Linked DNA regions of Mus musculus: regions 1, 3, 4, 5, 6 and 7 are each linked to region 2. The links are chromatin contacts, called in public Hi-C, HiChIP or PLAC-seq and promoter capture Hi-C maps. All regions are on one chromosome and are shown on one strand. Each heading gives the region's core, a stretch centred on a gene start, on an enhancer-like site or on the middle of the called end of the contact. The rest is flanking DNA. Distances are from core to core; before and after follow the strand shown.

Evidence for each region. Promoter capture Hi-C pulls out the DNA fragments that hold promoters and counts their contacts. Hi-C and Micro-C count contacts between places; a contact is called where the count stands out from the background. HiChIP or PLAC-seq counts read pairs in DNA pulled down with a chosen protein or histone mark.
Region 1: an H3K27ac HiChIP or PLAC-seq map of regulatory T cell precursor shows a contact between it and region 2, with 12 times the contacts expected there. The contact joins the promoter of Gramd1a here to the promoter of Zfp36 in region 2. A contact is called at or near these places in 1 of 39 promoter capture datasets (neutrophils), 1 of 484 Hi-C or Micro-C datasets (CD8 T cells) and 2 of 115 datasets of contacts at active chromatin or transcription factors (regulatory T cell precursor and thymic regulatory T cells).
Region 3: a contact with region 2 is called in a Hi-C map of liver, with 3 times the contacts expected there. The contact joins the promoter of Prodh2 here to the promoter of Zfp36 in region 2. A contact is called at or near these places in 2 of 39 promoter capture datasets (embryonic stem cells and hippocampal neurons) and 1 of 484 Hi-C or Micro-C datasets (liver).
Region 4: a contact with region 2 is called in an H3K27ac HiChIP or PLAC-seq map of bone marrow-derived dendritic cells, with 5 times the contacts expected there. The contact joins the promoter of Cox6b1 here to the promoter of Zfp36 in region 2. A contact is called at or near these places in 2 of 39 promoter capture datasets (the HPC-7 cell line and maxillary cranial neural crest), 1 of 115 datasets of contacts at active chromatin or transcription factors (bone marrow-derived dendritic cells) and 1 of 9 other capture datasets (liver).
Region 5: a Hi-C map of B cells shows a contact between it and region 2, with 6 read pairs. The contact joins the promoter of Zbtb32 here to the promoter of Zfp36 in region 2. A contact is called at or near these places in 4 of 39 promoter capture datasets (the C10 cell line, cranial neural crest, frontonasal cranial neural crest and 1 more), 1 of 484 Hi-C or Micro-C datasets (B cells) and 3 of 115 datasets of contacts at active chromatin or transcription factors (astrocytes, bone marrow-derived dendritic cells and bone marrow-derived macrophages).
Region 6: a contact with region 2 is called in an H3K4me3 HiChIP or PLAC-seq map of embryonic forebrain, with 5 times the contacts expected there. The contact joins the promoter of Aplp1 here to the promoter of Zfp36 in region 2. A contact is called at or near these places in 3 of 115 datasets of contacts at active chromatin or transcription factors (astrocytes, embryonic forebrain and thymic regulatory T cells).
Region 7: a promoter capture Hi-C map of pre-B cells shows a contact between it and region 2, with 5 times the contacts expected there. The contact joins the enhancer-like site here to the promoter of Zfp36 in region 2. A contact is called at or near these places in 1 of 39 promoter capture datasets (pre-B cells), 1 of 484 Hi-C or Micro-C datasets (LSK cells) and 2 of 115 datasets of contacts at active chromatin or transcription factors (bone marrow-derived dendritic cells and thymic regulatory T cells).

What each region holds. Positions count from the first base shown.
Region 1 is chr7:31,149,543-31,152,648 of GRCm38.p6, forward strand. Gramd1a (GRAM domain containing 1A) reads right to left here and starts at 1,629. Exons shown (of 19, transcript NM_027898.4): 1 at 1,354-1,629. The coding sequence starts at 1,361.
Region 2 is chr7:28,377,955-28,380,974 of GRCm38.p6, forward strand. It overlaps Zfp36 (zinc finger protein 36), which reads right to left and starts at 1,274. Exons shown (of 2, transcript NM_011756.4): 1 at 1,220-1,274; 2 at 1-539. The coding sequence starts at 1,243.
Region 3 is chr7:30,492,362-30,495,132 of GRCm38.p6, forward strand. It overlaps Prodh2 (proline dehydrogenase (oxidase) 2), which reads left to right and starts at 1,297. Exons shown (of 10, transcript NM_019546.5): 1 at 1,297-1,496; 2 at 1,571-1,767; 3 at 1,851-1,989; 4 at 2,077-2,163. The coding sequence starts at 1,323.
Region 4 is chr7:30,624,559-30,627,600 of GRCm38.p6, forward strand. Cox6b1 (cytochrome c oxidase, subunit 6B1) reads right to left here and starts at 1,556. Exons shown (of 4, transcript NM_025628.3): 1 at 1,493-1,556; 2 at 1-55. The coding sequence starts at 47.
Region 5 is chr7:30,591,602-30,594,532 of GRCm38.p6, forward strand. Zbtb32 (zinc finger and BTB domain containing 32) reads right to left here and starts at 1,341. Exons shown (of 6, transcript NM_021397.2): 1 at 1,311-1,341; 2 at 1-364. The coding sequence starts at 267.
Region 6 is chr7:30,443,879-30,446,874 of GRCm38.p6, forward strand. It overlaps Aplp1 (amyloid beta (A4) precursor-like protein 1), which reads right to left and starts at 1,704. Exons shown (of 17, transcript NM_007467.3): 1 at 1,444-1,704; 2 at 440-583. The coding sequence starts at 1,590.
Region 7 is chr7:25,704,732-25,707,852 of GRCm38.p6, forward strand. Tgfb1 (transforming growth factor, beta 1) reads left to right here. Exons shown (of 7, transcript NM_011577.2): 7 at 53-346. The coding sequence ends at 211. Among named protein-coding and RNA genes, the nearest start is that of Ccdc97, 13 kb to the right of the region's middle. Within about 2 kb of position 1,285, at least 143 of the 459 cell types and tissues checked have an H3K27ac peak or open chromatin away from gene starts, as enhancers often do. A contact at or near this core is called in bone marrow-derived dendritic cells, pre-B cells and thymic regulatory T cells, where this site is marked.

The DNA.
Region 1 (3,106 bases), core at 379-2,878, 2.8 Mb after region 2:
CCCTCTAACTGCAGGGTGGGTGTTCACCAGGCAGAGAAAACAAAGCAAGGGCCAGTTCTCAAGAGTCGAGGAATGGAATTATCAGCTGTCAAGGTGAGAGAGCCCTGACATTCCCATAGACAAGGGGGGCTTGGGAACAATGCACTGCCAGATATTGAAGGGTCAGCATGAGGAGGGGCAGGCTTTGCAAAGCAGTTAAGTTTACACCCAACATCCCAGGAGGGAGGGTTCTCAGCTGAGAAAACCACAAGGGGTCTCTGTCTCTTTCAACAGACAAAGCCACAAAGGGTCTGAGAGACAGAGACAATCTCCCACACACACCCAAGGCATGCAACAATGCCACATTTGGATACACTGGGACTTTCCCACAGACGGAATCAGAGGTAAGTGAGCCACCCACAGGGCCCAGTGACACCACACTGTCACCGGTAGACACATGCAATTTCTACTTGTTCACGGAACCAAAAGACATCCAAATGTGGATGTCAGGCGCACAGCAGCTGAGCCCCAACCACATGCACACATACTCAAATCACAATGAGAGCTCACGGAGGTAACTCACAGACGTAATTCATGGTGAATTATAGGTACAGTCAGCCAAGAGACTGAAGCGGAATGCTGTACAAGTCACAATGAGGCACAAGCTCAGAATGTGTGATTTGCACACGGTGCCACAAAGAAAATGAGACACGTCTCACACACAACCACAGTGGGTCCAAGAGCACCAGATGCACTCGACCTGGGTGGTAGCCATCACACAGAAGATGATAGATAACATACAGACAGCCACACAACATTGCCCCAAAGAATCCCAGCTGTTACACACACACACACACACACACATACACACACACACACACACACACCACGCTGAGCACAATCACAAACGGAAACCCGCAGGCACAGGTGACCAGGCAGGAGTGGCGGGGGCGGGAGGGGGGCAGAACACACCCGACCCCCACCCCGCCGAGATCTCAGGCTCAAAGAAGCTCCTTTTCCCCAGCCCCCACGACAAACGGGGACCACCGACCGGAGGATCTGCGGGGCCTGCCCAGTAATGGGGATGGGGGGTGGGGCTGCTCGCGGCCCTTTCATCTGGGTGTTGGGTCAGGGCTCCCCGTAGGGGGACGATCAGGGCCTAGAGGAGCTCCCCGCTGCCCATATGCGTCCCAGGCCGGTAGTGACGCCCCAATCTTGGGTCTCGCCGCCAGGTTGCAATCCCTCACGTGTACCCCTTCTGGTCCCCAGCGGGGTCGCTCCTACATGCACCAGCTTGGAAACCCAGCTCCGGCCCTCTGCCGCAGCCCGATCGCACCACCGTCCCCGCTTCCCACCCCGAGGCCCGGTGCTTACTCGAACATGGATGCGGCGCCCCGGCTGCAGGGCAGGACCCGGCCGGCTGCTCTGAGATGGGCCTCCCGGGCCTCGCCTGCCTCGGCCGCCGCCTCCACCGGACCCTGCCACCCGCACAAAAGGCCGGAGCCGCCGGAGGCCGCCTCGGCGTCAGCGACACCCCCTTCCTGCTCCCGCCCCGCGCGTCACGGCGCCGCCCCCGCCGGGAGGGGGACATGGACGCGAGCGCGGGCCTAGGCCTAGGATGGCTGGGGAAAGAGTCCGGCTGGGAGACAGAAGAAAATTTTTATTTAAAATGAGCAGCCTGGGCGGGGCGTGATAGCGCACGCCTCACATCCCAGAGGCTGAGACAGGAGGATTGGCATGAGTTCGAGGCCAGCTTGGGCTACATAATGAATTCCAGGCCACTGGAATGCAGAGTGAGAATTTGTCTTCAAAACAAATGAGCAAACAAGTTTAAACACCCTGGGCTTCTCCCCTGGACCCAGAAGAGTCTCTGAGAAGTGGGATGGAGGTGGGTGACAGGCTGATGCTGGGAAGAACTGGCCTGGGGCGGAAGTCTGGGGGTGGGGTCGGGGAACCACAGCTGGAGGGTGGAAAGCCTCTTCCCGTTCTCCCCACCCAGCCTCAGAACCTCAGTTCCTGCCTTAGAAGCGTTCACTTTTCCGCGCGCGCGTGTGTATGGAGACTTCCCCAGCCTAATCGTGCAGACCACGTCAGATTCCAGCCCACCCGGCTCCTAGCAGTGCTGTGTGCGCTTGGGCAAGTCCCTCAGGCCTGGGGAGCCCCCTGCTCCCAGGCAAGGGGTTTCCCCCAGAACAGCACAGGGGCAGGGCTCATCAGCGTTTTTGATACTGGGAAGCCTGCCGAGCCTCAGGACGGGAAATGACCATACATTGCAGTGTAGGACGAGTTCTTGTGCCAGCCAGCCCTGCACCCACCTCTGCAAGCCAGGCGTGGTTGTCGTCCTTGTTGGAGAACACAATGTGAACGAGCCTCTGGCTTTGGGACCCAGCCCAGGGATTTCTCCCCACCCCTCTTCGGCCTTCAGCCTCTTGTCCAGCTACAGTAGGCCCAGTCCCACCTTGTTTGGTTTCCATTCCTATCCCGCTCTGTTACCACTTACAGCCAGAGCTCTAGCCTGTGAATCGCCAAGTCTGGCCAGAGGCCTCTTGGCTTCAAGCCCTACCCTGGCTCCACCTCATTCCTTGTTTTAAAAAAAAAAGTGCTCATCTTGGTGTCCAGAGCCCTCCTGATTGGGCCCCTTCCACCTGTCTGTCTAACTGGTTCCTCCTTAGCCTCCTGGTTGATTATCCCAGGTGTCAATCTACCCCCCTGCTCATCCCACCTGCCTCCGGCCTCAGGACCTTTGCACTGCTATCCCTTCCACAGGAGGAAGCTCGCTCTTCTTGCATGGCTGCCTTCCATCTTTCTGTGTTGCTCTTTTTATACGTCCGTAGCTTGTTTACTCTTAGAAAGACATTTACTTCGGTGGTGAGGGCTTGGGTGGGTTGGATATCATTATATAGCCTGGGCTGGCCTCAAACCTCAGTATGTAGCTGAGTCAGGGCTCGAATTTATGAACTTGCCTCAGCCTCCTAAATGCTGGGATTACAGGCAGGAACCACCAACCGCACAAATTTTTACATTTTTACTTAGTGAATATTCATTTCAAATAAAAGTGTATAATGGCCATCTGTGTCCTCACCATAAGACATAAGAGGTTCAGTATGCATAAAAAGCCTCATTAATT
Region 2 (3,020 bases), core at 24-2,523:
CTTCTGCGGCCTGAGGGCAAGCCGGAGAAGCTGATGCTTTGTCGCAGCACATGGGGCTGGCCAGGGAGAGCTAGGTCCTCGGTGGGGTTGTGGATGAAGTGGCATCGAGAGCCATAGGGGCAGCGGCCCTGGAGGTAGAACTTGTGGCAGAGTTCCGTTTTGTACTTGGGGTGGCGATTGGCTTGGCGAAGTTCACCCAGGCCGTGAGCAAACTGGCACTTGGCCCCGTAGCGACAACGCCCGCTTTCTGAGTAGGTCCGACAGAGCTCGGTCTTGTATCGAGAGGAGGTGGTGGGAGTTGCAGTAGGCGAAGTAGGTGAGGGTGACAGCTCAGGGCCTGGGCGGGGAGCCAAAGGTGCAAAACCAGGGGGTGGGGGTACCCAGCCACAGCTTCGGCCCTCCACCAGGCTAGTGGAGCGGCCAGTCAGGCGAGAGGTGACCCCAGACGGGATGGAGTCCGAGTTTATGTTCCAAAGTCCTCCGAGGGATTCGGTTCCTCCGTGGTCGGATGACAGGTCATGGCTCATCGACTGGAGGCTCTGAGAGGAACAGGGTTCGGTTAGGCCACCAGAAAAGGTAAGGTGACGTCGCCCCGCCCCTGTTGTAAAGCACTTCACGAGCTTGCCAGTCCGGTTTGTGGGTTCTCGGCCTGAGCCCCACCCGGCTCACACAAACTCCAGGGAGAACCTGACTACAGAGATTTGAGTGTTTCCACATGACTGAAGGTAATCCAGAAGGATCTAGGAAGCCCAGTATCCCCGATCGAGAGAGGGTTCCCCCCCAAATCAAAGCACACTGCTGCTCGCCAACTTTGGGCCTCTAGGACTCCCCCCCCCCCCATATGACCGCCCACCGGGCGCTCGTTTCACAACTTGAAGGAGCCGGCCAAAGCTGACCCAGGAGGCCAGATCTCTCTAGAACTCTTACCCTGTCAACTCCCCCCCTACCTCAACCTTAGCACCTGCTTGGCCACCAAACCGCGCCATGGGCAGCGAAGGGCACTAGACAGGTGTGATGCCGCTTCCGCCCTACGCGAGTGACAGCAGTGTGCCAGCTTTTCGTCCCAAGGGGATCGCCGGTATCTGGACCGAGGCGCTAGGCTCGCTGGCTCCCTCTCTCATTTCCAGCCAGCCAGGGCTAGTCTGAGAAGGTACGGAGGCGTCCCGGGCCTAAGTTTGGTGCGTCGGGGATCCCGGGATGCTGTCTAACAGGTACTCACCTCGTAGATGGCAGAGAGATCCATGGTGGCGCGAATGGCCTTGGTGAAGAGACCGACTGTCGGTTCGCAGAAGTCAGGCTGTGGCCCGCAGCAGGAGCTTTCTCCTTTTATGGGGCGGCCTGGGGGCGTGGCCACTAGAGCTTCCGGGACGCGCCCCCGCGGCGTAGCTCGGCCGGCCTGGTACTAGGCCCCTTCCGCCTATCTGCTGGTTAGCATGCAAAATGTGCCTGAACTTGGCCCTCCCGCAGCTCCGGCCCCTCTCGGGGGGTAGTAGGGAGGGTTGTGTACGACCAACTGGAGGTGATGGTAGCGGGGCGTCCTAGTGTTTTTCAGAGGTGGAAGGCAGTCGGGAAGAGAACTGGGGCAGAAGTGGGGGCAGGGCTCTAGGGACAATTGACAAGGGCAGAGACTGAGGGCGTGTGCGTGTGAGACAGACGGGGGCGGGGAGAGACAAGTTGGAAGAGACAGAGATGGCCAGAAGCCGAGAGAAAAACAAAGAGACAGTGAGAGACATTCACAAGTAGGATCTGCTGGTTTAGGACTGTGATTCCGGCCCCTCAGGGAGGCTGAGGCAGGAGACTGGTAGTTCAAGGCCTGGCTCCACTATACAGTGGGTTCTAGGGCAGCTTGAGTAACTTGGTGAGACCCTTTTCTTAGGAAGTAAAAAGATGCCAGATCACTGATGGCCCAAACTTTTAATTTCAGCACTTGGAAGGCAGAAGCAGACGGATTTCTATGAGTTCGAGGCTAGCCTGGTCTACAGAGTGAGTTCCAGAACAGCCAGGACTACACACAGAAACCCTGTCTTTTTTGTTTGTTTGTTGTTTTTGTTTTTCGAGACAGGGTTTCTCTGTATAGCTCTGGCTGTCCTGGAACTCACTTTGTAGACCAGGCTGGCCTTGAACTCAGAAATCCGCCTGCCTCTGCCTCCGGAGTGCTGGGATCAAAGGCGTGTGTCACCATGCTCGGCTGAGAAACCCTGTCTTGAAAAACAAAACAAAAGACAAGACAGTGGCATATGGTTGTAATCTTGGCATTTGGAGGTGGAGGAAGGGGGATCAGGCGTTCAATGTCAGACTAAGCTATTGATTGAGTTCCAGGTCCTACTTTTAAAAAAAAAAAAAAAAAAAAAGAGAAACCACGAAGGTAAGGAGGAAGTAAAACGAAGTCTCAGCGACTTGGTATGTACTCCTTAGAGCCAACCCTATTATAGAAAGAAAAAAAGATGACATTTACAAAGTGGGGAGACAGTAAGACAGGGAGAGGGGACTGGGAAACAAATCTAGGCGAGGAAGTGGGTTACAGAAAGATAGAAAGGCGAAATAAAAACTTAAACCTGAAGGCACAGAACCTGTAAGACAGTTGGTCCAGGTAGGGACCGCTCTGAGCTGTAGCTCAGCAGTGCCCTTCCAACCCCCTAGTCTAGCATGGCTGGATAGCACATTTACCCAAGCTGCAGTTTAAATTAAGAGGTTTTGCTTCCGAAAACTCAAGGTTGGAACAGCTTACGTCTTTTATTAGGGAGGAAGCTCTGCTCTATTGAAAGAATGGGCCACCTTCAACGTTGAATGGGTTTCTAGTAATGCAAGCAGTCTTAACTCAACTCTCTGGAGATCTGTAAGGTTTTTGCTTTTCAGTCGGTCTCCTTAGCCGGCTTGGAACTTGCGATCCTCCAGTCTCCACCACCCAAGTAGTGTTAGGATTACAGGCATGGCCGCCACACCCAAGTCAAAAGTGTTATTTCAAGGATATCTCCAGTGAAAAAGAGTTCTTGTGTATGGGGGTTATCATTGCCAGGAGT
Region 3 (2,771 bases), core at 47-2,546, 2.1 Mb after region 2:
GCCCTGGTTGCTCTTCCAGAGGACCCACGTTCAGTTCCTAGCAACCATGCTGGTTGACTCAAGATTGTCTGTAACTCCAGCTCCTGGTGGATCTGAGGCCTCTCAGTGGGTACCTCCATTTATGTACACAGATTGACAGACAGACAAACAGACAGACAGACACACACAGGTAATTAAAATAATGAAAATTAAATCTTTTAAAAAATACTCTGCCGGGCGTGTTGGCGCATGCCTTTAATCCCAGCACTCGGGAGGCGGAGGCAGGTGGATTTCTGAGTTCGAGGCCAGCCTGGTCTACAAAGTGAGTTCCAGGACAGCTAGGGCTATACAGAGAAACCCTGTCTCGAAAAACCAAAAAAAAAAAAACCAAAAAAAAAAAACCTCTAAGGGGGGCATGTCATTGGAAATGGCTTTACAGTGCACACCTTGCAGACTTGGCAGATCAAAGAAAAAATTAAAACAAACAATCCAGGGCTGGAGCGATGGCTCCACAGTTAAAAGTACTGGCTGCTCTTGCAAAACACTGAAATTAGGGTTCCAGCAACCACTTGGCAGCTCACAACCCTCTACGGCTCTAGTTCCAGAGGATCTAATGCCCTCTTCTGGCCATTGTGGGCACTGCAGGCATGTGGTACTCAGCCGTTTGTTATGCAAAACACGCATACATATAAAATAAAAACAAACAATCTTTTATTTGTTTAAAAAAATAAATAAAAGACTTGGTGTCACATGACAGCTCACTTTTTCATTGCTGAAGAGTACCCATTGCCTGGGTCCCTCTGCACCCACCTCAATGCCTCACCCAGTCCCGTTTGGTGGACATTTGGGTTGTTTTTTTCCTGATGCCCATGTTCAAGTTCTGCAAACTACATGTTTAGGATGGACAGCAGGGCTGTGGTCTGTGTGCAGTTTAAGTGTACACAAGAACTGTGCAGTGCTCCTCCCTGAAGGATAAAAATCATCGCAACAAGAGAGAGGATGTTACTTAGCTAAGATTGCAAATCCCGGCTGCCTTGAACCTGGAGTTCCCTGCTCTCGGGCCCAACTGCTTATTCAGCAATGCAAGCTGGACAGCTGAGATCTGTCGTACTGTCAGGCTGAAAGGTTATTGGGGGCTGTCACTGGGGGCGTACATGTCCTGTTATTCTGACCTCTGTCCCTAACCATTAATTATTAACCCTCCACCACCACCCCAAGAGACTGCTATCCTAAAGATTTGCCCAGTTAATCAGTAACTGCCCCCCAGCTGGGCAAGGGGCATTTGGTACAGCTGCTATCTGCCTGGCCCCTTCCCCTAGTGTGGTGGTAACCAGGCACTTGCAATGATCTGGACGCGTCTGCCGCTGTATGGCCCCTCCAAGCCCTCTACAGGTGGCTGGCAGCCCCTGCGCTTTGATGGTGGGGCCTTCCATGTCAAGGGAACCGCAGAACTGGCACGGGCTTTGCTAGTGCTTCGCCTATGCGCCTGGCCCCCTTTGGTCACTCATGGACTAGCGGTGAGCAGTAGGCACAAGGTCTGGCCTGGAAGTCTCCCAGACCTGGCTCTGAGCATGTGTTCCCTGTCACCCAGTTTCAGGCCTGGTCTCAGCGACTCCTGGGATCCCGGCTCTCAGGCGCACTTCTTCGAGCATCCATCTACGGGCAGTTTGTGGCCGGGGAGACAGCAGAGGAAGTGAGGAACTGTGTCGGGCAGCTGCAGGCCCTGGGACTCCAGCCCCTGTTGGCAGTACCCACCGAGGAGGAACCAGACTCCACTGCCAAGACCAGGTGAGTAGAGAGAGGAAGGGTAGAAGGGAGGATGGAGTGGGCAGGAAGGGGGCTCTGGAAGCTGACCTCCACTGGCCGGGCAGTGAGGTCTGGTATGAGGAGAACCTTAGCGCCATGCTGCGCTGTGTGGACTTATCCCGAGCCCTCGTGGACGCCCACGGCCCAGCCAGGAACAGCCTCATGCAGCTGAAGGTGACCGCGCTAGCCAGCACTCGGCTTTGTGTAAGTGACAAGTGAGATGGGGGTGGCGATGTGGGGGTGGCTGCCCACCAGGACACCCTCACCATGCCAGCCACCAACCCATTTCAGAAAGAGCTGTCGGCTTGGATCCAAAGACCCAGAGGCTCCTCGGAGCTGAGCCCTGAGAGGCTGGCAGAAGCCATGGACTCGGGTCGGGTAAGGAATGCAGGTGCTCCTCACTGAGGATATGGTTGGCCTGGATAAACATGGGACTCTTGGAGTTCTAAGGGAAGTGTGGGGGTGAAGAGCTATCCAGAGAAGGGATCAGACCAACAGCGCTTTCTCCACAGAGGGCAGGACACGAATAAGACCTGTTGGTCAGTTGCTGAGCATGGTCGTGCATGCCTGTAATCTCAGCACGTGGGAAGCTGAAGCCTGGGCTGTAGAGTGAGACTTGCCTCAAAAGCACTGGCTGGAGAGATGGCTCAGCAGTCAAGAGCCCTCTTGCAGAGGACCAAGGTTTGGTTTTCAGCACCCGCATGGTGATTCATAGCAATCTACAACTCCAGTTCCAGAAAATGCAGCCGTCTCTCCTGACCTCCATAGGTGCCAGGCACACCTGTAGTGTGCATACAAGCATGCAGGCAGAACATCTATAACATAACACACACACACACACACACACACACACACACACACTCACACATGTTGGTGGGTTTGTTTTTAAGACATGCATCCCAGGCTGGTCTTGAACTCTCTGTATAGCCAAGAATGCCTTTGAACTCTTGATCTTCCTGCCTCCACCCCACTAGAGATATAGGCAT
Region 4 (3,042 bases), core at 306-2,805, 2.2 Mb after region 2:
GGGGCAGTTTTGTAGTTCTTGATTTTAGTCTTGATGTCTTCAGCCATCCTGACTCCTGGATGCAAACAGAGTGGGAATGTTGGCAACCATTCTGGAGGTGCTGGGTGTGGGGATGTCAGGCCAGAGCAGAATAACAGGCTGAATGTGAATAAACCATTATCTCCCCCTTCTTCACAAACACAGAAAGATGAAGGGCAGGGAAAACCCATATATCTGAGTACAGAAGCCACAGTAGGGTTGGACAGAGGTCTCCTTGGCAAAACCAATCTTCATCCTTAAATTCCAGTTAACGCTCACTGTGTGCACAGCACATACTATGTGTACTCTATACATACCTACCCCATGGCCACTCTAAAAGATATTGCTACCTCTGTTGTCTACACAAGGGACAGGGTGTCTAAATGACTTTCCAAGGTCACACAGCACCCAGTGATAATGCTTCATCCATCACCAGCAAAAACACTGCAAGGATTTTCTGGTGTCACCGGCTAGTTTTCTGGCGTCACACACTCATCTGAGGTCCAATGAACTCAAACTTTGCTCAGAATATGCCTAAATGCATTGTGGGATTGCCTAAGATGTGTCCCCCCCCACCCCGCTCCAAAAAAAAAAAAAAAAAAAAGCTCAAAGGACTTAACAAGTAAAGTACAACTGGAGGTAACCATGACTGAAGATTTGTGACTCTTGTAACTGGCATGTGTCAGGTATCTGTGATTTTGCCTGCTGACAATGGCCCAGGCTACCAAATCTATTGACGTTGCTGCCTCCATTCCTAATGGAAGTAAATACTGGAATTCGATTAGAACCCCACGCAAACCGCCCCCCCCCCAATCATTCAAATACTTTAGCTCCTTGAGTTTTATCGACTTCTCTCAGCTTTGATATGTCTGAAGAGATGACATAGTCAATATCAACAGACCTGAGAGAAACTGTCTCTAGAGCATCTGGGGGACCTTGACACCACAGAGGTGCCAGTGTCAACTGAAGTAGTCCAAACAAGTGGGGTATTTGGGCAGGTTCATTGAAGGAGGCAAGGTGGGCACGGGGGATTTAAAAGACTCAGTGTCGGAAGTAATTTTGGACAATATCTCGAGTTTTGAGAGTTGATCAAAGATGACGCTGAGGGGAAAGACACGAGTCAAGGCGACAGGCTTCGGCCTTGGAACGCGGGTGGCCACGCCTGTGAACTCGCAACTAAAAGCTCCACAGTCCAATTTACTGGGTCTAAATCCGAATTGCCTTATAGCCACGGGTAAGGCGCTTCACACTCCAGCCCCAACGCTATCAAAGGGGACTTGTAGGGCTGAAGGATGGAGTAATAGGGACTGCTTAGAAAGCGACCTAGCCATCATGAAGAAAGGCGGCTATAATGGTTAGCTCCAGGACACCGGACCCGTGGCCGCCGGAAGTTTCTGCTTGGCGTCAGGGAAGCCCCGGGGCGCTTCTCTGCAACGGACAAGGTTCCCCCAGGATCCCGACCCTTCACACTCACCTAAAGATTGTCCCGGAGTAGCGTTACTTCAATGTGACCCTTAGCAAAGACGCCAATGTCAGACGGGAAGCGGAATTCCGACTGGCCGGAAGCTGCGAGAGGAGGAGCCGAGCTGAGTCCTCCGGGCTGCTAGATTGGCCTCGGGAGGCGTGCCCAGAAACCGCTTTGGCCACGCCCACTTCCGAAGAAGCCCGACCTCCTATTGAGCTAAATTTCTGCTTATTATTGTTGCTGGGCCAATCGAGATTTTACTTTGCTCTTAAAAGGCACCTGACGTTCAATTATGGGTTATTATCACCTGCCTGTCCTTCCCAGAGGGAAAAGCATAAGACTGTCTTCAGAGTGGGAATGGAAAAGTGTCACAGATAATCTGTGTTTTGAAATAGGACTTCGCTGTATATCTCAGACTGGCCTCGAAATTTTGATCACAGATTACTAGGTGTTAGGATAACAAGCGTTTACCCCTGTGCCTTGATTCGAAAGTTATTTATATTTATTTATTTGGGTTTTCGGGATAGACAATCTTAGTTTGTGTTTTATTGCAGTGAAGAGACATCATGTCTACGGCAACTCTTTGTTTGTTTGTTTGTTTGTTTGTTTGTTTGTTTTTCGAGACAGGGTTTCTCTGTATAGCCCTGGCTGTCCTGGAACTCACTTTGTAGACCAGGCTGTCCTGGAACTCACTTTGTAGACTCAGAAATCCGCCTGCCTCTGCCTAACTAGTGCTGGAATTAAAGGCATGGGCCACCACGCCCGGTTTATGGCAACTCTTATAAAGGAAAACAATTAAGGGCTGGCTTACAGTTTCAAGTTTCGTCCATTATCATCATAATTGGAAGCAATGTGGTGAATTGCTCTGATCCTTGAGGGTTGCTGTTTCTGCTGCTTTTCTGCATAAACTGGAATCCAGAAGAAGTAGGCTCCAAAGGAAGTACTGGCAAAGCAAGTACCTGTCCCTTCTTCCATTGTCCTTATATAGGCCTCCAGCAGAAGATATGGCCCAGAATAAAAGTGTGCTTCAAGACCTGTAGGAGTCATTCCTCCTAGAGGTCTGGATCAAAAGCCTGTGTCTTCCAGCCTTAAGGTCCAGATTACAGGCATGTTGTCTTCCTGCCTCAAGTCCGGATTACAGGTGTTCCCTATGTTTCTGGATTATAGTTCATTCTATATATAGTCAAGTTGATAATTGAGAGTAGCCATCCACATAGGGGTTCTCTGTGTAGCCCTGGAAACTCATCTATCTATCTATGGGTGTCCTAGAACTCACTCTGTAGGCCAGGCTGGCCTCGAATTTTTATCTGCCTGCCTCTGCCTCCCCGAGTGCTGGGATTAAAGTGCTGACATGGGTTTAAGTTAATAGAAAGTTTTTATTAGGTCTCCAGTGATTACACTAGGTGTTTGGGATCTTGGTGTAGCACCAAGCCCTTTTTAGAGTGAATTTTTACACACAAAACCTGTATTCTGGATTGACATAATTCAGTTCATAAGATAGCTAGCTGGACAGTGGTGGTGCACGCCTTTAATGCCAGCATTTGGGAAGTAGAGGCAGG
Region 5 (2,931 bases), core at 91-2,590, 2.2 Mb after region 2:
CTCCCCAGGCTGTAGCTCTATACTCTCTCCATAGACAAAGGTCAGAATCTGAGCAAAGGTGGAAGGGCTTATGTCTTCAACCAGAGCCCACCGGCCCCTGCAGCCAAGCCTTGGGCTTGCACCTGCCAGCACTAGGCTGTGAGCCGGGAACTCCAGGCCCCCTACTGTGATCAGGGTATCACACAGTGCTGGCCGGAGTCTAGCCGCTAACTGTACCAACCTATCAGAGCCATATGGGCTGATTAGTCTTGTGGGGGTCTGGGGCATTGTTCCTGGCTAATCTACCAGTTTCACAGGCTCTGAGAGGAAAGCCACAATGGGGGATCCATGATTGAAGTGGGAGAGAAACCGCATACTCTCTGGCCTGTGAAGGGGAAGGGAGAAAGAGTGAGTGTCTGGGCTCAGATTGGTGCTGTCTGTCCTGAATGAATCAAATAAACTAAGCCAAAGGCCAGCTGTGGGGATGCCACACTAGGAGAATGCACACTGGGCCAGAGGTTAGGTTTGGGGCCTGAAGAACGACAGCCAGGCAGTTAGCAGAGGTATCAGATAGTGGGTTTAGGGCTGGTATAGTTAGCAAACACCCAGCTTAAGGAAGGTTTGGCTTCCCCAGGCTCTTTTGCAGGGAAAGCCTCTGAACAGCCTGGCCTTTTCCACACTTTGCATCAAACCTGGCATTTATGAATGGAGGAAGATGCGACCTCATGAGAGAGCTCAGACAGCTTTTGGGTCCTCCCCCAACATGAGCCCAGAAAGCCAGAGAAGGCATCAAGACAGCTCACATGGCAGGACAAAAGACTCTTAAGGCGTCACACAATTGTCTCTGCAAGACTGAAGCTTCTAGAATACACCCTCTGAGAAGGGATTGGAAAAGAGCAGAGATCTCCATCCAGTGGGTTAAGGGAGTCACACAAGAGTTTTAGAGAAGGCTTTGATGCCTGAGGAAGTGAAAGAAAGGAAAAAGAGACTGGGGAAAGGGAAGCTACTTCCTCTCACAAGGAGGATAAAGAATGGTTGAGTTCTGTTTTTCATAAGCCAAAAGACTAAGACTCAGAAAGTGCTCAACAAGTCAAGACTTTAATCACACATCAAAACCATCATGACACAGAGAGAGATAGCCTGCGAGTCTTAGCATCCTGCAGGCCTAGCTCGGTGTGGACCCTCCATGAGTAAGCAGCATGGTGGGGGAGGCAGAGAGAGGAATGAGGAACTACTTAGACACCTTGGAGTGAGGGATGCAGGGTGGCAGGAAGTAGAAAGAAGGTTGGAATGGAGGAAAAGCACAGCTGGGGAGAGGGATGGTAACTCACCTCTGTAGCTGCCTCCTAGTACCGCATGCTCACTACTGCTCCTGGGGTTCCTGCCCACCTACCCCCAGTTAGCTCCACCCCGTCCTCAGTCATCCCAAGTATTAGTCTGCCACAGTCCCCTAGAGGGGTGTGGCTTACTGTCTCTGCTTAGGACCTATAAGAGAGGCTACAGATCTACTTTTAACAACCCGGACTGCCTTGCCTCCTCAGTCTAATTCACTTGTGAGTTCTGTAGAGTCAAAGATGTGAACCTGTGGTGACAGGGACTTTGGGATAGTCAAGAGTTGAAGCCTCATCTCTGCCATTTACTAGTTGAGTCACCTTGGGCACGTCATCCCTCCCTCAGTCACCTCATGCATCAAGTGTCATGGTCTCGTCCAGAGGTGGGGGTGAAAATGAAGTGCCATGCATGAGGAAGCAGTCTGTGAGCACAACACAGCATTCAGCTGCTATTAGTTCTACATCCTGGAGGTGGCCATAGCAAGGAGTAGCTGGAAAAGCACTTGTGATACCTCAGAAGTGTAAGCATAGAAACACAGAATGGGAAGCAGCAGGCAGAGGAAAAGCCAAGGCTCCTCCTTTCCCTGGCTTAGTTCATCAGGCCCCCCTTCCTCTATGAGACTGACCCTTGTCCTCTGGACCACAGCAAAGACTAGGTGTGTGTGACTCAGATCCTCCCAGCAGACTCTGAGGGGGGCAACCCCAGGAAGCCTGTGGTGGTCTTCGAAGAGAAAAATCTCCTTTTCTTGGGCTGATGACAAATGACATTTCTCTGAAATCAAAACCAGGGGTTTCTTTCATTTTCTGCTCAAGGGGTCAAGGTCCCTAGAGATTTCCACCTCTTTTGACACCTTTAGCGCCCCCCCCCCATATGTCTTCTTCCTGTGTAGCTCAGGCTGGTCTTGAAATCTCTATCATCCTGTCTCAGCCAGTGCCACCACGCCCAGTTTTGATACTCTTTAAATTGAGGAAGGGATAAAAAGCCTTTGAAACTCAAATTTGTTTGTTTCCTTTTAATTTATTTTACTTATGTTTTGTTTTTTACCATTCTACCAATCTGATCCTAAGCTGCTCTTCTCATTCATGGCAGGTGTCTAATCTGTCATACATATGGAGTAAATACGGAGAGGAGAGACAGGCCAGACATTGGCTGGGCTGCTGTGGTGCCAGAATGAGCTGAGTCCCCTGAGGTTTCTCCCTAGCTTCTGGCCCCTCCTCGAGCCAATAACGAACAGTCAGATCTGTTTTTCCCCCTTGGCTCCAGGACTCCAAGATGTTCAGTCCAGCCTTCTATTACTCTATCCCTCCAGACCTAGGATGCCTTCCCTCCGATTCTAGCTTGGGTGCAGGCAGGTGGCGACCCTCCTAGATCAGACAGGGTGTGTCGGTGGGTGAGGCTGGTGAAGGGTTAGTAGGGTGGAGATAGGGGAAGATGAGTCAGAGCGAAAGGGAAAATGCAAATGGAACCCTGTGTTCATCTGCTCCTCTGAATGTTAAATATTTTCCACTTCTGAGCTTTCTAATTCCTAACATCATGCACTTGGGATCATACTAGATACTGCTATGTAAAAGGCATACTAAATGCCAGCCCTTCTGATAAATGTACAAACAGATACAAGCC
Region 6 (2,996 bases), core at 454-2,953, 2.1 Mb after region 2:
GGCAGGCAGCCACTCTCATTGGGCTCCATCACTTACTGAATCTTGTTGGTTTAAAAGGTCTCTTGATCTAAGCCTTGCCTCTCTTTCGGCCACGCCCACTTACACTCCCACTTTTTCTAAACGGATCCATAGATTCCTAAACCATGCCACTCTTCAGGCGACCTTGATTAGTCCATGGGGGGTGTGGGGGGGTGTTGTTGGGTTTTTTTTTTTTCAGTCTCCACCGCCGCCCCGCGGCCCCTAATTTCTCAAAATAGGTTTGCGCTGGCCCTTTAGGAGGGGCCTCTTCACTGACCACAGACCCCCAAGCTTTCCCTGGCTTTACAGATTCTCTCATCTCCCTAGACTCTGCCAAGTCCAGCTTCCTCAAGGGCGACCCCGCCCCAGCTTGGATCCACTTTCTCATTGACCACGCCTCTCCCCGTGGGGTCCCGCCCACCTGTCTGCAGTACTCCAGCACGCGCTGCGGGTCCAGAAGACAGCGTCGTGATCGCTGTGGGTCTGGTTCCCAGCGGCCGGTGCGCAGGTCCCGGTGAAGGGTTAGACGCCCACATAGTCCAGCCACTTGAGCCGACCCCGGAGCCTGGGAATGAAGGCAGATGGGGCAGTGAGGAGCCAGGGCAACGATGTCATCTGTGTTGTCTGGTTCTTTGCTCCCTAAAACCCAGATAGGGCTCCTGCCCCTATCTCTAGCACCAGCTCCTTCTAAGCACCTTCTGAGTGGAGAGACCGTTCCCCGGGAAACAAATCCCGTGGGGCTGGAGCGCCCCAGCTCTCCCGTTGCTATGGTGACCTGGGTCCCCACCCCCCCGCCCCGTTTCTCGCGGCCTTGTTGCTGAGAAGACAGGCTCCGCCCCCGCCCCAGCGGCTTGGGTCTGAAGCCTGAAGGGGTTAAACTTGAATCGTGTTGGGGGAGGCGGGGGGCGAACCCAGGCGTTCTGGCCCCTCCTCCCTCCATCCCCAGTTCAGGTTCCCACTGAGGGGGTGCAAAGACGACAGGGCCCAGCTTCCCAGCAGGCCTGCACATCAGACCTTTAAGGACTAGAGGAGCTATATCCGGATTGAGTAGTGGGTGGAGGCCCGGACTACTGGATGTTTGAGGGCAGGGGGTTCATGTGGGTCCAGATAATACAAGGGACCTGGGTTCTTAGAGCCAAGCGCCTACTGCCTGGTGCGTCCTACGCTTAGGTGGGCAGGTCTTGGGGCTTTGTCGTCTAGGGGTGCTCTGGATTTCTTGGACCAGAGGCTCTTGGAAAGAGCCAGGTCCGACGATGCGGGTGGGAGGGGGCAGGGACGTCAGACGATGGAGGAACCTAGGAAAATCTACAGTTCGGATCGCGTGGGGCAGGCCACCTGGCCAAAAGGACTGCGGTGGCCGTCCCGCGTCCAGGTCGAGGCCCGGTCCCGCCCCTTCCCCATCCCCAGGACCCGGCCGGGCCTCACCTCGGCCGCGCTGGGGCTCCCAACAGCCAGGTTCCCGACGGCGAGCTGCGCGCGCAGAAGCAGCAATGACAGTGGCAGCAACAGCGGCAGCGGCGGCGGTCGCCAGCGGCGACCCTGACCGCGAGCGGCGGGGCTGGTGGGCCCCATGTCCGGGCCTCGGGCCCTCACGTCCCCTGCGCTCCCGCCCGGCCCTACCCGGCCCCAGCGGTGACAGGAGCTCCCAGCGCCACCGCCGCCTCCTCCTCCCGCCGCCCCCGGGCTGCGCCGGCGCCGCCAGCCCCGCCCCGCGCCGGCCCCGCCTTCCCAGCCAGGACAATAGCGTGGCGGCTCTGCGCACTGAGAGGCTCCGGAACCCCGGGAGGGAGCCTGCTCCAAGTCCCAGCCCCTCAAGATTCCAGGTGTCACTGTCCGCGTGAAGACCGAGTCACTAGGTTCAGTCCTGGGCGTAGCCGTTTTCTGGACTTTCATCCTTGGCCTTCTCTTCTGGCAAACGCAGACACCCAGCATCAGCTTTGTCCTCCTCCAAGGATGCCAGAATCCATGGGGGTGGGGGTCTTCCATAAATCCCTCTCTTGAGGTCCCAGGAATATAGACCTCCGAATTTTCCCAGTCAAGAATTTAGGGAGTGTACTAGGAAAGCCTGTAATCCCGGCACCTGAGAGGAGGGGGCGGGAGGATAGGAGTTTGAAGCTAGCCTACCTACATGCAACCCAGTCTCAAAAGACAAAACACAGCTACAGCTAGGTAAATCTGCTCCCTTCCAGGCCTCTTCTGTCTCAGGACCGGAGGCCAAGTCTCCCACCCTTGCTTCCTCAAACCTAGGAAGCCTTCCTGCCCTGATTGCCAGGTGTCTGGATCTTCAAATACTCCCTCCAAAAATCCATGACTAAACCCTTTCTTTACAGATGACTCGGGTCAGGTGCTGGATACCATAGCCTTCCAAGACCAGCACCTGAGGACCACTGTGTGGAGTCCCCCATTCTCACCCTTTCTAAGGGCCACCTCAAGTCTTCTGCCTAAAGGGTTCACTGTTTTATCTTAAGTGAGTGTACAATATTCTAATCCCCCCCCCCGAAGCAGCCCAGATGTGTGTGTGTGTGTGTGTGTGTGTGTGTGTGTGCATCTGTATGGTGTGGACCTGCCCACATTTGTCTGTCTTTCTGCTTTGTGTGTGTGTGCATCTCTGTGGATGTGGGTGGGGTGAGGTAGTGGTGTATTATTAAAAGAGTTTAAAGTGGAATGGTGATGTGCACCTGTAATCCCAGAGGGCCTGAGGCAGCAAGATCAAGAGTTCCAGGCTAACTGCTGAGAGAAGGCTCAGTGATGAAAAGCACTGGCCGCTCTCTCAGAAGACCCGGGTTCAATTCCCAACACCCACACTGTCTATAACTCCAGTCTTAGGGGACCCATCCCTCTGTTCTGGTCTCAGGGACCAGGAATGTATATAGTATACAGTAACACATGCAGGCAAAACACCCACACAAGTAAAATAAAAATAACAGATCTTAAAATACAGAGAGAGAGAGAGAGAGAGAGAGAGAGAGAGAGAGAAC
Region 7 (3,121 bases), core at 35-2,534, 2.7 Mb before region 2:
GAGAGATAGGGGGAGCCCCTGTACTCTGGCAGTGACCCCGGCCCACCCGCAGGTCCTTGCCCTCTACAACCAACACAACCCGGGCGCTTCGGCGTCACCGTGCTGCGTGCCGCAGGCTTTGGAGCCACTGCCCATCGTCTACTACGTGGGTCGCAAGCCCAAGGTGGAGCAGTTGTCCAACATGATTGTGCGCTCCTGCAAGTGCAGCTGAAGCCCCGCCCCGCCCCGCCCCTCCCGGCAGGCCCGGCCCCGCCCCCGCCCCGCCCGCAGCGCCCGGGGCTGTATTTAAGGACACCTGCACCCCCCCTCAAGCCCACCTGGGGGGCCCATTAAAGGTGACAGAGGACTGGTGGTCTCCGTGTCATTGGCCGCCGGATTGCGTCTCCCTCTTAGCTGACGCCCCTACCACATCTTGTCCCTTTCTGTGCAATCGCCTCCAGCACTCCCTAAGGAACGCCGGCTTTGATCCCAGAATTCCAGGGGGCGACGCTGAGGCCCAGGGAAAACCCTATTAGACTCAGGTATCATCTCTTTAGGCACCGTTCACAGTGCTTTATACCTCTGAGCATCCACGAGGCAATCCGGGAGAGCCTGAATTCCTGCTGGGATGAATTCATTTCTTGGATGATGAGTATATGGAAGAGCAAAAAGTGCTGATACAGTGGGTTGTGGTGGCCCCATGTGACAAGTCCCTGCATTCAGGAGACTGAGGCAGGCAGATAGATATAGCTCAGGCTAGCTCAGATATAACCAGGCTACTGGTTCAGAGTTGAGTGTGTGGTACTGAAATGCCTGCAGTGGGAAGGCAAGGGTTAGATAAGGAACTCTGGGGCTTCCGGGTTACATTAGACCCTATCCCAAAAAACCCCCAATTCACAGAATGTGGTGGCACAGGCCTTTAAGACCAGCACTCAGGAGGCTGTAGCAGATTGGTCTCTGAGTTTGAGGCCAGCCTGGTTTACAGAGCAAGTTCTGGATACACAGGACTACACATAGAAGAAACGGTCTCCAAAATACCAAAACACCAAATCAGTAGTTGGTGTTGGTGCTGACTATGTCACTGGGTGAAAGGAGCCTAGGGGGAGGGGGAGCCACAAGAAGGAAGTGGAATCAGGGAGTGTGTGTGTGTGTGTGTGTGTGTGTGTGTGTGAGAGAGAGAGAGAGAGAGAGAGAGATTCTTGGAAGACCGGAAGTGACAAGTGACAGCCATCTTGGGGTGTGCCACTGTGTGAGGAAAGAGAGCAACGTGACTGGAAGAGTCTAAGGGAAGGGTGTTGGGCGCTGAGTCAGATCCAAGTCAGCACAAGCCAGGGAATGACAACTCTCCTACATGTCAGGTGTGTGGCTGTCCTTGATCACAGCTTTCTTCCCACAGCCTGACAGAGCAGGGGCTGGCCAAGGTTGGCCCCAAGCCTCCTGCAGCCTGCAGCCTGCAGCCTGTTTCTGTAAATAAGTCCCGCTGGCTCACGGCCACACTCGCTGCTTCCTCCACATACTGTTTGGAGCCATGTACTGTTTCTGCAGCCTCGTATGCAGGGCCAGCAATATCACCTGGTCCTTCTGGAAAACCTGTGAAGATGGGTGTGGTCTGAACAGGCTGCCTGTAATTTGAACAGGAGGCAGAGGCAGGAGTATCATCACCACAAGTTCAAAGCCAGCCTGATCTACATAGCCCCCAGCCAAGCAGAGCTAAGTATATGGAAAACCCCTCAGTCCTTCCCACTCTCTCCAAAAGCTTGCTTATCCTTTTTGGGGGATCGTGTGCTCTTTACAGGAGGAAGTATTTACACACACGGAAGGTGGTTACTTCCTAAATCCACAGAACTTAGTTAGTTTAGCATCTGCACATGGATCTAAGACTGCTTTCTTGATCATATCTTGATCAGGAGTATGGGACCCCAAAAGAACTTGGGGGACACATAGCCTTACCAGATGAGCTAAAAAGCTGTATCCGAGGCCTCCATTTCTGGTAAATCACTGCGAGTTAAGTGAATGGTGAGGAACTCTGTCCTCAGTCACCCTGCCTCCTCCCTTCCTGGGGTTGAGAGAGAGAGAGAGAGAGAGAGAGAGAGAGAGAGTGCACATGCATGAGCGTATATGCATGCATGTGTCCTCAGGAAGATAAGTTACCCAGGCAAGAAAGACCGGCTGCCTGAGCCTAGCGAGTCCTGTGTTTCATCTCTTCCCATCTGCTGGGGGGAGCTTGTGAATTCTCTCCTGCTTCCTCTTTCTCAAGCCCGTTTCCTCCTTTCTCCTGTGTTTCACTTCCCCTACCCTCTGCCTTTCTCAGGCCCCCAGGGCTCCTAAACTTGCTTTCCACTCAGGGAGTGTCTGGGAGGGAGGGAGGGAGGGAGGCAGGGTGACTGAGGGCAGAGTTCCTTTGGTTTGAGGTTGACAGCACTGAGCCTGGAAGAGTGGGTCAGAGGCCTCCTAGTCTCGTCCCATCAGGGGCTGAGAGCCTCTGAGGAACAGGTTGGGGTTTGGGGCAGGACAAGAACATTTGTCATTGCCACTAGCTCTGGCCTGGCAGATACACAAACACGCAAGCAAGAACACAATCAGGATTGTAGTCATTCAAGGATTGCTGAATAGCCCCACTACCCCCAGCAGAAGCCAAAGTATGGACAGGGTCCCACAACTACACCAACACATTCACCTCTCAAGACTAGTGACATAGATTCTGACACCTGGCAGTCGACACAGACCACACATACAGACTATAAACAGTCCAGCCCTGGGCCCTCACAGGACATGACACAAGTAGAAAGTTTGATAGAAAAGGCCATCACATAAATATACATTATAGGGCCAAGCTTGCACCACATGCCAGACAGATTCACAGTGTCAAACACACCAGACACACATCACAGCATCAGAGCCCAGCTGGGAAACAGACTACTCCCCCCGGCAGTTACACAAACATCCTCCACGGGGTCATGGTCATTGCGTGACCCGCTGCAAACCCACTCATACCACACACGCCGGGGTTTCATACACGTCACAGTCCCAGCCAGACTACCAGTAGGTCACAGCTACTGTCTGACACTCTTCACACACACCCACTTGCCTGGGGAGTCCCAAGTGGCCCCACAGACCCAGACACAGTCACACCCAGGATCCC